Linked DNA regions of Zea mays: all the other regions are linked to region 3. The links are chromatin contacts, called in public Hi-C maps. All regions are on one chromosome and are shown on one strand. The core of a region is the stretch at or near the end of the contact, and the rest is flanking DNA. Distances in the headings are between cores, read along the strand shown.

What was found. Hi-C and Micro-C count contacts between places; a contact is called where the count stands out from the background.
Region 1: a Hi-C map of leaf shows a contact between it and region 3, with 5 times the contacts expected there. The contact joins the promoter of LOC100278255 here to the promoter of LOC100216834 in region 3. A contact is called at or near these places in 2 of 25 Hi-C or Micro-C datasets (ear and leaf).
Region 2: a Hi-C map of ear shows a contact between it and region 3, with 2.2 times the contacts expected there. The contact joins the promoter of LOC100125657 here to the promoter of LOC100216834 in region 3. A contact is called at or near these places in 2 of 25 Hi-C or Micro-C datasets (ear and leaf).

The regions. Positions count from the first base shown.
Region 1 is chr7:24,342,107-24,345,485 of Zm-B73-REFERENCE-NAM-5.0, forward strand. LOC100278255 reads right to left here and starts at 1,738. Exons shown (of 3, transcript NM_001291627.2): 1 at 1,507-1,738; 2 at 885-940; 3 at 291-723. The coding sequence starts at 1,594. The coding sequence ends at 586.
Region 2 is chr7:24,639,244-24,642,976 of Zm-B73-REFERENCE-NAM-5.0, forward strand. It overlaps LOC100125657 (glucose-1-phosphate adenylyltransferase large subunit 3 precursor-like), which reads right to left and starts at 1,417. Exons shown (of 16, transcript NM_001112588.2): 1 at 1,204-1,417; 2 at 861-1,007; 3 at 481-654; 4 at 291-383; 5 at 117-200; 6 at 1-23. The coding sequence starts at 1,371.
Region 3 is chr7:24,474,803-24,478,523 of Zm-B73-REFERENCE-NAM-5.0, forward strand. It overlaps LOC100216834, which reads right to left and starts at 2,215. Exons shown (of 9, transcript NM_001143228.1): 1 at 2,175-2,215; 2 at 1,949-2,094; 3 at 601-742; 4 at 412-508; 5 at 264-333; 6 at 82-186. The coding sequence starts at 2,089.

The sequences.
Region 1 (3,379 bases), core at 488-2,987, 130 kb before region 3:
ACTTTTTAAAATAGAGAAAGGGTAGCAAGTCACTATGTATCAAAAAACTAGAAATTGGTTTCTTAAAAACCAGGTTCCAAACAATAAAAACTAGTTTCTAGAAACGGGAGCAGAAATGCAAAACTGAGCAAAAAACACGACTAAGGGTAAAACTGAGGGCACTAGCTTAAAAACCCCTTGTTAAAAACTAGATTGCTTCCAAACAGGGCCTTAGTTTCTATTCTAGTTTAGCTTACTAGTGTAGTTGCTCCTCTTGTGTGGTTGAATGCTCTGGCAGTAGAACCAGCTTGTTGTTAAAATTGTTTAGGAGACTTGCATTCAGAGTTTGACAAAGTAGTTGCTACTCTTATTATACTAACTACTTGATCTAATCTTGAGAAGAAGCCTGTGACTGCGTATGAATACAAAGAAGAAGTAAACATCTATATGTCACATCTATAATAATATGATATTAGATGTCATGAGAACAGTTTAAGCAAGCCTAGTAATATAATGCTTCTGTATATATAAATCAGGCACACATTTAAGCTGTTAAATTTCTCATCGGCAACTCGACTGCTGCAACCTGGACGGGTACATGATTGATCAGTTCGGTATGAGCTTGGAGTGTGGCTTGTCCATGGACGGGGAAGGGTCATAGCTGCTGTAATCGTTCGTCTTGACGCTGAGCCGCCGAGCTTGCACCAGTGGCACTAGCGCTTCCTTCTGCTCAGTTCGTGCTCCCTGCATATATTGGTTTTCACATAAAAGTAAGAAAAACGGGTACAGAATTTTCGCCTGCAAAAAAACTAGAGATATATACATGAAGCCCATGTAGCTAGCTAGAGATGAACTCAGGGAGATGAAAGGAGCGTTTTGGAAGAAAGCCTGTCAGTTCTATATACCTCTCCTTCTTGTTGACGTAGGGCATCTTGATCCATCAAGAAACTGTACTGTCTCCCTGGAAGAAGAAACCATCGCAGCAGTGAAAACCATGAAGAGAGTCAAAAGCTACTTTCTCCACAAAAAAAAAAGATAATCACACATCCACGCCTGCTAGACATTGCTGGGGGGAACCTATTATATTATTTAGTTCCTTCACCAGATATGCTTTCCAAGATCTACTTATCTTGTATCTTGTACAAACTTAACGGGGGTGTTTGGTTTGAGGAATCACTTCATCCAAAATATGGTGGTGCATCATGGGTCCATTCCTCAAATTTGGTGGGATGACCCCATTCCTCATATTAGTACTAACTAAATAACTATAAGGAATGAGGTGATGATGGATCAACTCAATCCATTCCACAAACCAAACAAAAAAGTGAGGAGCGAGAAGACGATGGACTAGATCATTCCTCAAATCAAACAGCTTAAACGTAAACTAGGAAGGACCAGCTGGCTGGAAGGAGTTTGTTTTAGAGCGAGGGTAAAAAAAGAACATTTAGTACTCAATATCAAAGGCTTGAATCATGCATGGAAAACAATCTCAAGAAACTCCAGTAAGAAAGAACTACAGGCACAAACCGGCAAATGAAGTCGAGAAGAACAGCACGGCGAAGGTGATGAAAGCAAAGAGGTGGCCAGATCTCCATGGGCACGCCAGCGTCCCCATTTCTGAAACCACATGCACTGTACACGCTCAAAACATGAACCTGGAGCGCGAGGTGAAGAAGCAGGCCTTTCTTTCTTTGGCGGCGACAGCCTAATATATAACCAGCCAGCTGGGGCGGCAATCCCTAGCCAACCTGCAACATATGCCAATCCCACTTCCTCTCAACATATATGTTCCAAGCTTGGGAGGTGAGCTGAGAATTTTCTGTGTGATGAGCAGAGTGTCAGGCTGTCATCACCTGCTTTCTGCTGCATGGAAAGGAAAGGATCATGGTTGGCCCATGCTTGCTTACTTCTTTTTTTAAAACATTTGCATAATACTCTCTTCTTCTCTAATTATTCAGCGTTTTGGCATTTCTACATACATATACATACCAATTTATCCGGAAAAACCAAACCGTCTTATAGTTTGGAACCAAAAGAAGCAGTTAGTTCACACGTTCCATCATCACCACACCATGGGAGCACCTCTCGATCTCAAAGGTATGTAGAGCAGTGGCATGGAGACAGAGATGAAAGGGAAAAGGGCCTGCTGGCTGCTGCCACTGCCAGCCTAAAAGAATTTCCACTGACGATCTAGCGACCGGCCGGCCCTCGTTGCTTTCGTAGATACTGCACGATTTTTGCGGAATTAGGCGGAGGGAATGGTGCAGGAGAGAAACACAAAGTGGCCTTTGATGATACCCTGATAGAATGTGAGCAACGATGCAAAGCACGTCGTCGTAAGAGGGCAGTAGTGGAGGATAAAGCGAGAGCCCCACTACGGGGGTGCGTGATGAGTGCTGCTCCGGACAGTGACAATGCGATAAGATGATCCGCACTATCAGAAAAACTACCTCCATTCTCTCGTTTTATAAATAATAAAAATAAATACATGGCCAAAGTGTAGATTGAGAGGCCGTGTCATGCTAGGCCGGCCGTGTCTGAGAATAGATAGAAGGAGCGAGTATAGAACTTATGAAAGGTCTAGTAATTTTTGTGGTTTCTATTATAATTAAAACTGTTTGCCAGTATATACAAGATACAGTAACCCTAAGGATGAAAAGATTGGCTCTTGACCTACGATATGATGAAGTTCAAGCAATCAACACCTCAAAAAGGCAAGTATTGAAGACCCTCGAAGACAAATTAAATAAATAAGCTCAAGTCTTTAAGCAAGCAAAACCTTGACAACAACAGGACACGAAGAAACAACACTCGGGAGCTTTCCAGTGTACACTGTAGTGCTAGCTAGAACAGTAGCACCAGAGCTTTTCTAGTGTGATGAGTCTGAGGCAAACTAAGCAATAGTGCCCCGCGTACTTTCCATATAGGCAGTAGAGTTTAGCACTGAAAATTAAGTAGCGAGACCTTGTCCTTGCACAGGTGCAATGGAGAAAATAAGAGTGTTGAGCACCAAAATGAGGTGCGGACGGTCCGGCCCTGAGGCCGGACGGTCCGCGGTCCGGACGGTCCGCGCCTGTGGGCCGGACGGTCCGCGCACGCGCAGAGTAGATTAGGGTTCCGAGTTTTGTGCTATGTTTGTTAGCTATATCCGCGGAATTAGCTCGGAATCCGGTCGTGTAAAGGGTCCAACCCCCCTCCTCTATAAAAAGAGAGGCCTACGGCCGATTTGTAATCAGCAATCGAATCAATACAACTTCTATTTCGTATTTTATCTTAGGAGTAGTTCTAGTCTAGTTTAGGTTTAGCCTTCCAATCCCCAATTCTTCGTCTCTCTTCGACTCTACGTCGATTAGAGGAGTCTAGGTCGGCCGGCCCGAGCCTAGACACCACCTAGGATCTC
Region 2 (3,733 bases), core at 167-2,666, 160 kb after region 3:
TCAGCACCAGAGTCAACATGCTTCTGCAAAACAATATTATAATATACCTTTGTCAAGCAATGAAAAATAAGACTGAAACTTGAAATTACAACATCAACTTGCAGCAGATAGGAGACCTGCACAAAATCCATGTAATCCATCCGATACAGATGATCACCAGACAGAATCAGTATGTTTTCTATACATTTGAGTCTTGCATCCTTCACAGAATAACATCAGGCAAAAAGTTAATTGGACATAGTGATAGCATACTCTGAAAGGTAGAGTATTACACATGGCCCAGGAAGAACCTCAAAAAGCCAGAGGAACTGCCTGACAGCATCTGCTGTTCCCTGGAACCATTTCTTTCCTGATTCCCCAGCTGTTTGGGTAGCTGCCAGCACCTATCCAATGAGCAAAAAATAAACAGGCAGAAAACAAGATCAGGAGTCCATCGCAATGGTATTCCGCAATCGAGCCTGCTTATACCGAAGAGTGTACCTCCACAGACCCGCCACTGAATCCAACTCCCTCACCAAAGTTGTATGTCCTTGCGATGTGGCGATTGAGAGACTGGGAATTGAACTGGGTGAGGACGTAGATCTTGTTGATCTTGCTGTTTATGCAGTTGCTCATCGGGATGTCGATGAGCCTGTAGCATCCCCCGACGGGCACCTGAGAGCGAGAGACGGCGACTGAATCACTATTACAGTAACTACCCCGTAGCTCAGTCGATGGCACGGATTGCAACGGGAATCTACAACCGCTAATCCCAAGTTGTGTAGTAATGCCGTACAAGAGATTGATGAATGACGAAATGTGACTTATGAGCGATGGAGACAAAGTCTAGAAACAGGGAGGTGCTGAGGCGATTTTATTACCGCGGGCTTGGCCCTTGTACGCGTGAGCGGGAAGAGGCGCGTGCCGGCGCCACCGCCGAGGATGATGGAGGCCACGGTGTCCGGGCTGACGTCCCTCCGCGCAGCCGCAGCCGCCGCCGCCTGGGCGCCCGAGTCCGCCTGCTCCTCCTGCCACAGGTGACAACCCGAAAATGTGATTGACCCATGACCCGCCCTACCACGGAACGGCACGGCACGCGAACGCAACACAGATCACGCCACGCTTGACACCAGCGTGGCCTAGGCCCTTGGCGGCGGCTAGCATGTCCAATTGTTGGAAGTCGGAAGCACGCGGACCTCACGGCAATGCGCGAGCGCGACTGACCTTGATCCCACGGGGGGCGTCGGCGAAGACGCAGGTGGTGGTGGTGGCGATGGCGGCGACCGACACCGCGCGGCGCCGGGTCGGGGGCGAGGCGCGGCGCGCGGGGAGCGGCGTCGCGAAGCTAGCGAGGAAGGCCGCGCTCGTGTGCGGCGCGGCGGGGTACGCCATCGGCCGTGCAGCCGTGCCGTGGTACGTACGGGGTGGCCGCGAGGCGCTGGAGCCTGGAGGAGACGGCGCGCAGGCAGGGGAGCCGGGAGAGTCTCTCTCTCTGGCTGTGGGGTTGCAGCTCGGGGTTTTGTAACGGGACGGGACGGGACGGAGTGGAGCGGGTGGGGAGCCGGGAACAGTGGGTAGGCGCGTGGGGGCACGGAGGTTTTTTGGATCCAGCTCGCGCGGCTCGAGTCACGAGAGATTGGCTGGCCAGCCGTTCGGCGGTGACCCGGCTGAATGCTTCTTTGCTTCCCACGGTTCCGTTCCACCGCTCACTGGCGACTTAAAAAAAACAGTCACCCGGCCACCCCCTCGCGCGCGCTCCTAGGCGCTGCATGTTGAGTTGTTGACATGGTGTGGCTCACAAGGCCACAGGCGATGGGGAAAAAAACTCTATGCAGTGACAATCGGGCTCGCTGGTAGGGATGGCAATACCCAAAACCCGAAACCCGATGGGTAAAAACCCTATTAGGGTACGGGTATGGCGGATTTTGATACCCATGGGTATTTTATTGGGTCATTTGTTATGCCCATCGGGTACGGTGGGCGTGGGTATGTTCTCTGTTGCCCCATACCCGCTACCCAATGGGGAACCCGCTAATATATGACACGTGGGTCCGGATTTATATGTCTCATATAAAATGAATGTTATGTTTTGTCCACAGTTTTGTAGAATCAATGCTATGTTTTGTGTGATTTGAAGGCATGATATTGCCATTTAATGTTGAATATTGTTGAACTTGTGATAAAATTATGTTGGGTTCGATACATTTGTTATGCTGGTACTTATTTTTGCGATTCAAATGATCATGTCTATCGTAATGCTAATGGGTATGGGTATCCAATGGGTACCCGCTACCCATGGTGGGTATGGGTATGGCGTAATTTTGTACCCATGATGGGTAGTGGGTATGGGTATGAGTCAATTTTTTTCTAGTGGGTATGGGTATGGCTTCGCGTGCCCACTGGGTACCTTACCCACTGCCATCCCTACTCGCTGGTGGTGACTGGTGAGACAGACACGCATGACTGACTAGCATGCAAAGCGGGCGACGCTTGGATCTGTTGAATAATTAAATAGTTTTTAGATTAAATTTCTAATATAAATCATGATCAAATCAGAGAACTGAAGTAAAAAAGTCAAATCAGATGATGCGTATTGATCAGACATACTGGTAGATGGCGCGGGCCGGAATCAGTCGGGTCGATGACGTCGAAACAGCGAAATTAGCAGGGTCGACGAGGTCAGAAGATCACGAGCAGTCACGTGAGGACGCTTTCCAAAAACCTTATTCGCTCTCTCCCGGTGCAGGATCTCGAATGCGAAGGGTTCCGGAGACCTGCTCTCCTGATCGCAGATGCACGTCTGCGGTCGGGATGAAAAGAACTGAAGGTGGCTCAGCTGTGAAGAAAGGTGAAAGCGAAAACTGAGATGATTTGGATGCTGGCTGCCAGGCGCATTTTATAGGACCGAGTCCGCGAACAGATAGCTATCTTCGATCCTATCCGCCCGCGAAAATCTCGCGTTCAGTTTAGATTTTATAACGATCGGTTAGGATTCTAAACTTAACAGCCAAACGACCAAAAATTCAAACGACAAAAGGAAGTCGCGCCCCCGCAAGGCGAGGGGCCAGATTTCGGCGGACCATTCACGAGCATGTCGTGCGCTCGCGCCCCCGCCCAGGCCAGGCTAGACCTGGCGAGCGAGCACGCGCGTGTGGCTCTCCACACTCTCTCCTCTCATCCATGACTTGGTGAGTGAGTGTGACTTCCATATTTAAACTAGCTCCACTCCACTAGGACTAGCAATATGGTGTTATTGGTTCCACCATTCCCTAGTCATACACATATATGGGCTTTTGAGATTTTCCTGGGATTTAATTGAATTTCTCAATTGGGTCTAGCCCATAAATCCTAACAATCCCCCACCAGATCTCAAATGCCCATCTGCAGTTTTCGCCACTGTTCACTACTGTTTAATATACTAGTGTTTCAGCAGAGACTCTTAAGTTGAACTTCCGCCTAGAACTCCAAGCTACACCAACCCACAACTTGGACAATGGACTATGCCTTGAATTGCAAGTTTTGTATGAATGGGTTTCACTTGAAGCCATGACCAGTACTTGGCTACCAGTAGTCCCCTTCTCCGGTGGAGCATATACGTCGTACTCCAAGGTCTCTTTATGAGTTTACTAGAGATCACCCAGATCTCATAGACTGCGACGTTAGACAGTCTAACTCATATAGGTGTGTTCTTTCAAGAATGTTCTGCAGGACAACATCTTTGCTAATACAAGCCAACAAAACACATTAAGGCACA
Region 3 (3,721 bases), core at 965-3,464:
ATGTAAGTTCAGTCACCACAGAAGACAATACTGTATTGCTAACATAGGTAAATGCAGGAACTACTGCTCTGGTCCACTTACAGTGAGGCCCTCTTTATACTTCGATTCAAACACTGACATTGCAGCAAGGGATCCAGAACCCATCGTGGCAAAAGGAAGAGTATCAGTGGAGCCGTGTGGATAAACCTGCACATCCAAAGTTAATGCAGCTACCCTAAATTACAGTTACATCAAGTAACAAATAGGTATACTCAGTTACTAACAGTGTGAAGATGCGGTCCAGTACAATCCACTCCACCAAGAACAAGGGCAGCACTGACATGGCCTTGATACCTAAACATAATGGCATAAGCAGGTCAGACGTTGACACGATGACAAAGAGTTGTAAACGTGCCTATGAAGGGAACTCACCTAAAGAGATGTGACTTCAGCAGTGTAAGAGCAGTTACGACTCTAGATTCGCGACCCGTTGCGTAACGGTGCAGCTGTAGCTGCGAGCTGACCATGTCTGAAGTGAAGGAAGGAAATGTCAGTAAGGAATTCAACGGGAAAAACAGAAGACTGAAACAACAGTAAGATTTCATTGGTGTGGTCATCTACCTGTAACAGCCTCAGTGTCAGCAGCAGTTCCTGCTCCACAACAATAAATGTTTGGCGCCATAAAGTGGATCTTCTCACAATTCTTATCAGCAACTATAGGCCCCTCAGTTGCTCTTGTGTCTGCCCCAAGAACAACCCCATCCTATATAAAAGCATGGTTTAGTCAAATGGTAACCTCAATGGATATGGCATATGAAACAATCTCCGTTCAATCGTGATGCAAGGTCTTTCATGTATTAGCATTGAATAAGAGCACCAGTGTATATACTAATTTTTTTATATAAAGTTATGACAAAATTGCTATCATCCATTGGATTTATTCAATCACAAGTTGATGCAAATCAGGATCAGAAATAATTGTCAGATAATCATTTTCATAGTATTTTTCACTGGGATTAAGGAATATTATGTACACATTTTCCCCTTGGATAATACAACAGAAACCATTTTTCACCTAAACAGTCGTTTAGCCCGTTTAAACACTATGTAAACGCTACACGGTAGTATGTTGTTTCGTCTAATTGCCCGTTTAGCCCGTTTAATTGTCCATGTAGCCCATTTAATGGTCTGTTTAGCCCAAATTATGGCTAAACGGTAGGTGACCAACTGTTTACCGTTTAACGTTCAGGAAAACACTAATGGAAACCAACATAACAAAAAGATGGGGTTTTCACCACTAGGATGGTAGTTTGCGCTGAACATTTTCCCAGTTTGTACCATTAGCACAAACAACAATGCGTCATTGCGCGAGAGGAAGTTAAACAAGCAATTGATATCAGAAAGTTTTCCAATGTTTAGTTGAGATGCTTGCCACCCTAAAGAGATTTCCAAACCTAACTAACATTAAGAAACAACAGCACTAGGCTGATGCCTACAAAATTCACAAACACAGTAAAATTGTCGAAGATCTAGAGATATTTCATCTATTACAAATGGCACACATAGTAAAAATTGTTAAATAATTGTTAAGGTGCAATTAGTATCATACTATCATCCATTGGATTGGACGAAAGAATGTGGGTTTGGACCCCTACGAGGGTGGTTTCCACTTTCCACAGAACATTTCACTGATTTGCATCATATAGCACAATGTAAGCACATGCAACAGGTTGCCACGTTGGTACGCATGAGGTTGACATCGGACAGACTTCTTTTCTAGGTTCCATCGATCTGCTTGGCAGTTGGCACCCTAAAAAGCAGTTTGTAAACCTAAAAAACATGAACAAACGGCAGCACAAAGTTCAAGCCGCCCAAATTCGCAGAAACGGGTACCACTGGACCAGCAGAAGACATACATTGTAATTACCGGATAACGAAAAGGCGACGCAACAAGTGTAGGCGGTCGCACCTGAAAGACGAGGCCGACGATGGTTGTTCCGGTCTTCCTGAATCCCGGGAGTTTGAGCCCGTTCTTCTCCAGCATACTGTTGCGGCGGCACAGGTCGAAGCTGAACCCGCCCTTGGCCGGGAGATCCATTGAGCACGTCATCCTTCCTGCACCAACGCAAAGGCACCGCGACAGGTCAAGAACACGGCGAATCGCCACGGGAAGGAGCGAAGCGGGATGTATATACTCGTAATCGGGTGAGATCCGAACAAAAGTCGCTTGGATTAGGGTTCTGGGGGTACCTGGTGATGCTTCGTCGCGGGTAGAGCTGGGGTAGGCGAGGGGATGTCAATTGCGTCGTTGGATGCCGATCAGAAAAAGTTAGCGTATTTGGTTTTATGAACTAACGTGTCATTTCGTTGCCACGAGAGTTAAAATAGTGAATCTGCACTTTATAAAGACAACATCAACAACCACACAAAGTAAACTTAAAAGAATATATGATGTAGCCAACAAACATCCAATTGATAGGTCCAACCAAACACATTCATAAATCAATCACAACTGCAGAGCTAGTTACTATTAAATTCATGATGACTACACACTACATGTGCCGCCCCCATAGCCGCAACGGATTGTAATGCAAAAACACACTGCATCAATTAAAAAACAAAAATCGTTCTACATCCAGTTGTTACAAGACATTGGTGAAACCGTTGACGGAAAGAAAGAGCTATTCTCGATGACAAACCAGAGAACACCATAACATGTCCTGAAAATCAAACGAGCCAATTAATATAAGATTAAATACCAGAGATAAACAAAAGACACCAAAGAGAGCATACTAACAAGAATATTTTAGCAATCGAGGCTTCACCTATACAAAAAAACAAACAAACAAACAAGTAATGTGGCCAACCATAAATATCTCATAAGCCTATCGCCAAAACTTCTTAGAGGTACAATACCAGTTGGCACATGTGATATGGTCATCTTCTGGCACAAAGTTGGTGCATGGTAACCTATTTGTTGTATAGATGACAGGACACAACATGACTAAAACAACAAATCACCAAAATTGACGTAGTTCATAAGTGCATACTCCTCCAACACTTCGAACAATGGAAGAGTAATAAGTCCCTCCCACTAATTATAAAATGCAATGAAGGGGTTGAATAATTTTGTCACCTTCGAACACAGGCCTGGCACATCAAAAAGTCGAGCCTGCTGTGAGAGTGACTACAACAGTAAGATGCAGGGTAACTACGCAAGAGCATAACCTTCTCATGGCGAGTCCACCGAGAACCTTATAGCAGACGACTCAGCCTGCGCAATAGCACAGAGTCCATGGTTGTTCACCTCTGCATACAGCTCAACGCCACCCTGTTCAACGGATTCTTGTGCACTGGAGTTATCACCTTGAGCAATGAGTGGAGTTATCGAACGAGATTTTATTTCAGACTGCAATGATTGTTTTACACCAAAAGTTGAGGACGCCAATAAAACAGCTAGTAATCTTGAGAACCTTACCCGTCCTATGCACCGGCCGACCCATGGACAGTGATGATCAAACCGCTCCACATAGTTATTGCAAAACAGACAACTTCGTTAATGCTCAATTTCATCAATTTTGTAGAGTTTTTATCACACCAACAAACATTATAACACTCGGCGCTTGTAATTCTGATAATAAAACTCCTCCGCCATACAGCATGGAAACTATATGGTAGTCTTAGAAAACCTTTTCCGAACGTGCATAATCATCCAAAACCTTACACATGCACAAGACAAGAC